Linked DNA regions of Gossypium hirsutum: region 2 is linked to region 1. Evidence: chromatin contacts called from public Hi-C data. All regions are on one chromosome and are shown on one strand. Each heading gives the region's core, a stretch centred on a gene start, on an enhancer-like site or on the middle of the called end of the contact. The rest is flanking DNA. Distances are from core to core; before and after follow the strand shown.

What was found. A called contact is a pair of places that touch in the nucleus more often than the background predicts.
Region 2: a contact with region 1 is called in a Hi-C map of leaf, with 3 times the contacts expected there. The contact joins the promoter of LOC121203000 here to the promoter of LOC107948941 in region 1. A contact is called at or near these places in 9 of 34 Hi-C or Micro-C datasets (anther, callus, hypocotyl and 2 more).

Annotation. Positions count from the first base shown.
Region 1 is chrA04:77,443,204-77,447,929 of Gossypium_hirsutum_v2.1, reverse strand. It overlaps LOC107948941 (omega-3 fatty acid desaturase, chloroplastic-like), which reads left to right and starts at 2,493. Exons shown (of 8, transcript NM_001327553.1): 1 at 2,493-2,998; 2 at 3,109-3,198; 3 at 3,293-3,359; 4 at 3,459-3,551; 5 at 3,633-3,818; 6 at 3,902-3,982; 7 at 4,076-4,213; 8 at 4,316-4,495. The coding sequence starts at 2,493. The coding sequence ends at 4,495. LOC107948942 reads left to right here. Exons shown (of 24, transcript XM_016883612.2): 24 at 1-93.
Region 2 is chrA04:77,591,288-77,596,285 of Gossypium_hirsutum_v2.1, reverse strand. LOC121203000 reads right to left here and starts at 1,768. Exons shown (of 6, transcript XM_041111412.1): 1 at 1,398-1,768; 2 at 1,141-1,236; 3 at 283-344; 4 at 94-152; 5 at 1-6. The coding sequence starts at 1,220. LOC107948061 (protein trichome birefringence-like 3) reads right to left here. Exons shown (of 6, transcript XM_041111409.1): 6 at 4,517-4,998. The coding sequence ends at 4,699.

The sequences.
Region 1 (4,726 bases), core at 1,244-3,743:
CTTTGAAACAGTCAAAAACCATCCGTGTTATTGGTAAAAGTATTGATTTTCTATTCTAAGGAATGACCAGACCCTGCCTTTATCTTTGTTGAATTTAGGTTCTTTTGTTTGGTCTCACACTAGAAATTATTTAATTAATAATTAATTCCCTTTTCGTGTTTCGCATGGTCCACGTATTCCTTGCCGACTTGGTCGGTTGGCTAATTTGTTAGAGTTTTAGTTTGGGGGAGCAAGGGAAAAAAATGGGTATAATTGAAAATTTAGTTCTTAATATTTATATTTTTTTGTCAATTTAGTCTTAATATTTTAAAGAAGAGTTATATTAAAAAAATAGTCATATTATTATTACTTTTAATAAAATATTGATTAAATAGTTAAATTTTTAAAGATGTAGTTCAAATGATAGACCATGTGTAATATATGCTATTATTTTAATTATTTATTTTTTAATATTTTGTAATTTTTAAAATTATTTATTGACATAACATATAATACAAATAGTGTTATGTAAAATGCCACATGGGTTGCGATGGCAATATTTTTAAAAAATTAAAATTTTAGTGAATATTTATTTGACTTTTTTTTAAAAATTAATATTTAAATTTAAATAAAAAATTAATAAAATATACAAACATTAAAAAATTAAATTCATCGTTATCAAAAAAAAAAAAGAGTTAATACTTTGACATTTTAAAAGTACTCATTAGCCCGTGTAAAACAAACAAGGTCAAAAGTGAAATAAAGATGGGAGAATAGACAGGAAAAAAAAGGAAGTGATTGTTTGCGTGTTTCATGAGCGATTAACGTGAGTTTGAGTTGGAGATTAAATTAATCAACCATTCAATGAATCATAAATTTCATCACGTGTGAGGGAGTTCCCACTCTGTGGGTTTTTCATCATTTTGTTTTTGGGGAACCGACCTTAAGAAGCTCGTGTTGAAAACCCTCCGTCCATGAATAACTGATGAAGGGAGCAGGAAATCCACTGCTACAACCGCCTACCTTTGGAAATATCAAATCTTACAACTCTTGGATTTTTGAGCCGTCCTGATTTTATATTATAAAAAAATAAAAATCGAGTTCTCAGTTGGATATGTTGGGTTTTTCATTAAAATTCTCAAATTTCTGTAATATATTTATTAAGATTTTCATTCTATTTTTATTTTTTTAGGTTTTAACTATAATTTCTACCGTATATTTATATTATTATCTATGCTTTTGATTAAGTTAATTGGCTATTACTTTAAGTTCTTTTATAATACATTGAAAAATTAAATCAATATTAATGGTTTAATTTTATATAAAAAATAAAAAAATGATAAGTAAATAAATATTTTTTTATAAATTAAGTAGATAAGTAATTTCTTACCACTTAAAATGGAGAAAATTTTCAATCTATTTATTTCTATTAACATTGTATTATCATTTACAATATTAAAGCTTTTTTTTTAAAATTGACTCCTGAAATGTTAAAAAAAAAGGACTAAAATGCAAAATAAAAAATTTATAAATTAAAATATCAAATAACATCTTAAAAAAATCAAATTAAAATGTTACTATAAATAATTGAGATATAACCAAAAACAAAATATTATTATAAAAATAGAGCGCATTATCTTTCTATTTATGAGTTGTGTAAGAATTATAAATAATTTTAAATATTGTGTCAAAAAAGAGGAGATATAATTAGAATCTATAATAATTTTTTTAAAAAGGTAATAATATTTTTACCTTAAAAACAATTCTTTAATATTTTCATTGCTTTTGTTAATTTTTTTAAAAGAATTTAGATCAAAAGTTTAAAAATAAGATAAAAAATTTTCAAGTGGATTGATTTTTAGTTTAATTGATTCTGTATTTAAATGTATTTTTTATTTTAAAATAAGAAGAATTATGAATAAAAATATTTATAGTATAAAAATTATTTCGAAATTGAGTTTAAAATTAAATAATAAAATATTTAAAAGAAAAAAAAAAGGGCGGGGGTGGGGGGGGGGGGGAGTGAGATTGGGAGGAGAAAAAAACGCCCGCCCTACCGGTTGCGCCAGTAATAGGGGCTGCTGAACCCGTAGAAAAAGTGAAATACACGCTCCAATGACAGGGACTGGAAATCGAGTTGAGAGTACTCGGTAACTTTATTCCATACATACCTCCATTATATATATTGAAAAAATATGTTTCTGACTCTGAACAACCTCTCCGCAGCCCGGCAACCTTAAATATAAAATCCCCACTCCCCTCTTCTTCGTTCAGCCGCGATCCTCTCAGTGTTTGCCTATCTCTCTTTCTTTCTCACTATAGCACCCTTCTATCTCAGCCCTTTTTTATTTTCTGTTATTCTGTGAGGAGGAACATCATTAAAAAGGCGGGATCTTTGACGTTGTCGTGTAACCAAAGATTGTTACTTGTACTTAACATATTTTTTTCCCTATATTTTATTCTTTTCTGAAAGCAAACCGGTGGTTGAGTTTTTCTTTTTACCTGAGTCTTCAATGGCGGGTTTCATTATATCTGGTTTAAAGCCTCTTCCTTGTATCTACGATAGACCCGTCGCTGGCGTTATCTCGAGGAGTTCTTCAAAATCCAGATTTTTAACCAAAAACAAGAATTTCCCAGATCTAAAAATATTAAATCCAATCAAATCCAGGAACTGGGGTCTAAACGTGAGTGCCCCATTTAGAGTTGCATCCGTTGAAGAAGATGAGGGAAGGAAAGAGAGGAACCATGGTATTAATGGATTTGAGGAACAAGAACAAGAGGCAGGGTTCGACCCTGGGGCGCCTCCGCCGTTTAAGTTGGCTGATATAAGAGCGGCCATACCGAAGCATTGTTGGGTGAAGGATCCATGGAAATCTATGAGCTACGTGGTGAGGGATGTCGCTGTGGTGTTAGGCCTGGCGGCTGCTGCGGTCTATGTTAACAACTGGATTGTTTGGCCTCTTTACTGGGCTGCTCAAGGAACCATGTTTTGGGCTCTTTTTGTTCTTGGTCATGACTGGTAAACTTTTTTTTTTTTTTTGATTTGCATTTGCGAGTTACAACCTCCTCTGTTATTAGATCTGACTGTCTTAATATGTTTCATGGATTTTGTTTCATTTCTTTGTGCAGCGGCCACGGTAGCTTTTCAAACGATCCCAAGTTAAACGGTGTAGTGGGGCATCTCTTGCATTCTTCCATTCTTGTGCCTTACCATGGATGGTATGCCTAGTATTTCTTGAAAGGTTCATCTCTTCTCCATTTGCATATGAAAAGTTTTAATTGAATTCATTTCCATTATGATTGAACTTTACAGGAGAATTAGCCACAGGACTCACCATCAAAACCATGGTCATGTTGAGAATGATGAATCATGGCACCCGGTGAGTTAATTTCTCTCTTCTTTTTTTTCTCTTATATTGAGAATGATGAATCACGGCCTTTGGTCTAAATTGTAAACACTTTTGTCAATTCAATTGCAGTTATCTGAGAAGATATACAGGAGTTTAGATACTCTAACACGAACATTGCGGTTCATATTGCCTTTTCCCATGCTTGCATTCCCTTTCTACCTTGTAAGTGTTTTCGTGGTTATTAAATTTTTGATGATTCCTATATGTTGAGAAATTAATGGTTGATTTCACTTTAAATTGCAGTGGAACAGAAGTCCGGGAAAGAGCGGTTCGCACTTCGACCCCAGCAGTGATTTGTTTGTCCCGACCGAACGAAAAGATGTTATTACTTCCACTCTATGTTGGACAGCCATGGCTGCTTTTCTTGTTGGCTTGGGTTTCACAATGGGTCCTATGCAGTTGCTTAAACTATATGGCATTCCATATTGGGTAGGTTTCAAGTTTCTTCTTTCAAGGAAACGATATCGGGAAGTAGAAAATATGATTTGACTCGTCTTTGGTTTGATGTTTAGATTTTCGTGATGTGGCTGGATGGGGTTACATACTTGCATCACCATGGTCATGAAGAGAAGCTTCCTTGGTACCGTGGGAAGGTATATGAACTTTGTTGGTCTAATTTAATATGCTAAGGCGCCTATGTTGAAATTCATATGGAAACTTACAAATAAAATAACAAATATGGATAGGAATGGAGTTACTTAAGGGGAGGTCTTACAACACTTGACCGTGACTATGGATGGATCAACAACATCCACCATGATATTGGAACCCATGTCATACACCATTTGTTTCCACAAATCCCACACTACCATTTAGTAGAGGCGGTTAGTACCTTTACGTATCTCTTTTTTTTTTTTTCCCACTTTGATGTTCTCTTATTTCATTTTTTTATCTAATTATTATGTTGGTATAATGTTGTGTCATAGACCGAGGCAGCGAAGCCAGTTCTCCGAAAATACTATCGAGAGCCGGAACAATCAGGGCCTTTACCTTTCCACCTCATCGGAAGTTTGATGAGAAGCTTGAAGAACGATCATTATGTTAGTGACACTGGGGATGTTGTTTACTACCAAACTGACCCAGAACTCAAAAAGAATGCTTCATAAAATAGCTCAGCCCCACACTAATGGGTGGAATTCAAGCTCTTGGCTTCAGACTTGCTAGCTTAACCATAAGAGACCTGTGCAATGAGCTTTCATTGCCATGGTAGAAGACAATTGGAGTTTCAATTTTTTTTTTTTTACCTTTTTCTACGAGGAAAAAGTTAGGTACATATATATTTACTGTATTGGCATTCTACTAGTGAAGGAAAGATGTATAGTTTTATTCTTTGAACG
Region 2 (4,998 bases), core at 519-3,018, 150 kb before region 1:
TTTAGACTGCAAGGAAAACAATATGTGGTTAGAAACAATAAAATATCCACCAAAGGTAAAGTTTTAATATCAAGTTAAATAATTACAGCCAACCTCCATGTTTTTCGAGATTTCTTTCATTTGTTCAGCGAGTTCTTGCCTCTTCTTCTCAGCTGCATGCACCAAAGCCGGCAATTAACATCAGCAAGGTCTTTCGTTGGCTTTTTGTAGGATAATAGCAGGTTAAATTCACACACAGAATTTAGAAAAAGATCATAGTAACAGGACGAGACATGCACATACCCATACTGGAGATATCTTCTATCCTCTTTGATGTCCTCACAGCAAATCTTTGGAATGCAGGGCTGAAAAATAAAAAACATAAAAAACCAAAGAAGATAAAAAAGAAACAAAGGTTGGTCCTCGAAGGAATCATAGAGCAATGATTAATGTAAGCAAACAAACAATCAATGAAACTAAAAGGAAAAAGAACTCAGATTGCCTAAAACTATGAGAAAACTTTCCACCGGCTATTAAAGATCAAACTTCAATGTTCAATTATTTATTTTGTTCATATGAAAATTTTCTCAATCCCCCCCCCAACAAAAAAATCCAGTTCCAGATATTTTACACTGGAGATAGCATATGCCTAACATTAACAACTCTATCGAAGCAAACCAAATTTCGGAATCCTTTTCCTAGATGATTCACAAACTTTAAAAACAAAATTTGGTCTCAAGCATTTGAAAAGATATATTAAACAAAAAGTCAATATCATTTCAAATAAATTTGTACCAAAAAGGGAAAGGGGGCTGATTTTGAGGTAAAAATCTTCTCAAACCTCCTTAATCCATAATGCAAGGCATGTTGCACTATCGATGTGTGTGTGTGTGTGTGTGATTTGAGAATTGAGGCACTTTTGCTTCAAGTGAACGAACTGATGGGAAACAGAGCAGTCCCAGCAGCCAGAGAAAGAAGCTTCCATAAATAGTTAACAAACAACAAGCTATTTTCAAGTCTTTAGAATTACACGAACAAATATTCAACCTTTCTGATCTCGAGAAAATATTTTGATTTTTTTTCTTATTCTAGAAAAATAAATCAATAAGGAAAAAAAATCAATGGAAAATAATGAAAAATAAACCAGAGAAAAAAAGGTACCTATTTGCAAGTCTATCAACGACAAGCTCATTGACGACATAAGATATAACTCTGTGCATGAAATTTCCTCCTCCAGCCATGATCAGTTCCCAAAATCTGATAAAAAAATTAAAATAAAAACAAATATCAGATCAAAAAGCCCGAAGTCAAAAAAACCCTAATATTTTTGTTAGACAACAAAACAATCATTATGTAATTATATAAAAGGTTAAAAAAGAATTAACGCTAGGACTTATGATGATAAAGAGGAGTTTTACCTGGCAAATGAAAACGATGAAGACGATGTAGCAGGCTCCTTTGTTTCTCGAAGCTACCTGATCTCTGTTAAGGAGGCTTGAGTTTCGTTTATATCAGGCGCAGGCAGGACCGCACGAGTGTCCTTCTGAGTTGTGGGGTTGAAGCTGGGTCAGGGCTCAGGGGCTTTGATGGACCATGGCGATTAACAGGCCAGAAAACTTTTTTGTTGTCTAAACGAAAAGTTTAGCTCCTTGGGCCTTTCCAATTCTTTTTCTTTGTCTTGTTGGATTTATAGAATTCTATTTTCAACAATCAAGAAATTTTATATATTCTTTTACAAGGGAAATTACAAGTTTGATACATATTCCCGGACAAAGGATCGAGACGCAACTCCTCCAATTCAAGCAAGGTCACTTGTACATAAATTTACCTCATTCATCTTTTAAAAATTAATAATGTCTCGTGTCATATCTTATAACTTTAAAAGTCAATCAAATCTAAATGAGATACCCATAATTTTGTCAATTGAGTCTTAGTTCGATTGGCATTGGCATTATTGTCAATGCAGAAGGTCATGAGTTTGAGTACGTTGAAGTGCATTATCTTCCTATTTAAGGGTTGGGGAGGGGTTATGAGTAGTTCTAGGCATAGTATCAAAAAGAGCAGTTATGATAAGAACCTTAATGAAATTAATGTTAAAAAAAAAAAAGATATCCATAATCTTAAAATTAGACTTGTAAGCTAAAGTGATCATTTTTGAAAGACCCACATTAAATCTTCAAACCTATAAAAATAAAGCCTTACTACCAATGCCCTATGAGGTCAGGATACCAGCAATATTTTGCCTATAACCACTATGGTCAACCTAGTCATCACGAGGGATATTCGTACAACACCACCCATCTAGCCTACCAATAGTATCACTAGCAAATTTACACGCAACCTCAGCCTTAGTACTACCATAGCTACCTAAATCAATATGAACCTCAAGTTGCAACTTGCAAATAACCCCCTACCCCTATTGCCACTAACTGACCATTCCTCCATCCAAAACAATATGAATGCGAGCCAACAATATACAAAACTACCGAAGCAACTCAAGCTCCTTCAAGAATAGTTCCAACGACATCAAGGAACATTGCAATAAAATGCCCAGCTCATACATGAATTTGAGGCACGTAAAGGCCATTAGCAAAAAAATACTAAAAGACAAGATAATGACGAATTGGGAAGGACCCTATGTAAAAAAGGTTAGCTGTGAATCATATCAATTGGTACGATTCAATAGTAAGTTCATCCTAAGAATGCGTATATTATGTAGTAACACCATCCCAACTAATATTAATATGTGAAGAGAAGGTGTAAAGATTCCCTATTTGTGATTTGTGTCATATGGTGAAGGAAACTGTGAAGCATCTAATGATAGGGTGTCAATAAGTGGGGTTGATATGGTTTGAAGCATGTTATAGTATTCATGTTGATAGGCAAGTGATCAATTTTGTATTAATTAAGTCATAAAAATATGATAGGTCTTGCCCATAAATTTAGGCAATAAATGTCATTTCAAATTTGACATAGAGTACATATAAAACAACATATACATGAACAACTTTGATCAACATTTTTGAAAAAAAAATACTATGCCTATAAATTGAAGAGGGTTGTTTGTTTTGGGGGGTAAATTACACCAATAGTCATTCAACTTTAGGGTAGCTGACAAAATAGTCACTTTGGTTTCAATTCAGTCACTCAACTTTTGAAAAATAACAAAACAGACCTTTTAACCATTTTTCATTATAAACGTAACGGAAAAGTGGCATGCCATTCTACTATGTAAACGACCCCAAATTAAAACCCTAGTTAGGCTGGGCGATAAAAGAAGAAGAAAAAGAAGAAGGAAAAAGGATGAGGAGAAGAGAAAAAATTTGAGATTTGTGACTGAGCCAGGAATCGAGAAAAGAAAAAAAAGTCATGGATCGCGGTGACGACGGTGAGGCAAGCTTCACAAAGAAAGGTTCCAGTGGTGAGAACGGTCGAGAGCTTTTCTTCGCCATATCCAGCCAAATGCACCATCTAATCTCTTCTCAGGTCATCTTTATTTCTTCTTCTTTGTACTAGATGCTTTGGACTTAGAATCTGCCATGGTTTAGGGATAAAACGATGCAATTGTTGCTATTTCCATTTCTTTTTCTCTATGGGATTTTTGTTTTCTTTATTACCTTTTGTCTTAAAACTTTTTATTGGTTTACTACCATGGTGATGTTTGGTAAGTATCTGATTGTGAGTGTTTTGTTGAGTACATATGGTTTGTATTGAAATGGAAACTCATTTGTCAGTTAATGGATCTTGTTGGTTATACCCATGTAAGGTCTAAACCTACAGTAGTTAATGGATGATGATGATGTTTAATGTTGACCATCATCTCTCTTTCGTGGAAAATGGAAAATGAAAACTGCATTTTTTTTAAAGTTGAGCATATTTGTGTTAGTGAAGAAGAAGAAGCAGATCACTATATTTGAAAATAGAGATTGTTGGGGTGGAGAAGAAAAAGCATAAACATATTGGGTCATTTACGTAAAAAGTAAAAAAATTGGGCCATTTATTAAAAAATAGAAAATGAAGGACGAAAAAAAATCACTCAACTTTGCCTCGTCCAACGTGGCAAGTTAACTAGCCACGTTAGCGGTCCCGTTAAGCCAGTGACGAAAAAAGTTAATGGGTGACTAATTTGTCACTTTTTGATAACGTTAGTGATTGTTTTGTTATTTTTCTAAAGTTGAGTAATTGAATTGAAACCAGAATGACTGTTTTGTCAGCTACCCAAAATTGAGTGACTGTTGGTGTAATTTACCCTTCTTCTTCTTTTTTTTTTCATTTTAATATTTCATACTTATGTTATCCACGAAATAAGTACATATATATTTACAATTTGAACCATGTGTTTTAAATATTATACGCAACGTATTTGAATCACATTTAAAGCCTAAATTAATAAGTAAGTTCATTGAAGGAGTTGATTGATACAATATTAGTACTTAAAAGGATATTAGAAGTCTTTGAAATTTGGGACCAATTTAGAAACTATGGTTTGATGATATTCGGCGATAATAACCCAAAATTCGAATAAATCATGATTAAAGAAAATGAAATGATTCAGCTGTTGTTTCTTGTAATTTGATAGGAAACAACATCTTGTATGCACAAAATTTGCTTAAGAATACAACTTGCAATATACAAATCAAAAGAACTTTGAATTAACGCATAACAAGCAGATTAATTCCCTTCTCGGTTTCTGTGGAGTGAAAAAATGAAAATAAAAATCTACAAATGTGCTAAAAATATTTGATTCCAAGTATCGGGAACACCAGGCAAGCACCAATGGATGCAATCGGCATGACGGCCTGGATCTGCTTTTTCCTCGTCGTTCAAAAGCCGTCCCCCAGTTTCGGTATAAATGGATGAGTGGGCATCGATCCTGTACTCTGAAAGCTGCGTAATGTTAAGAACCGAAACGGGGACTTTCATTTTGTTGATCACACCAGCCACCACGCTCATCATATCCTTGTTGGAACCGCTTCCCCAGAATTTCTTCTTCATCACTGGCTTCGTTTCGTTGAAGCA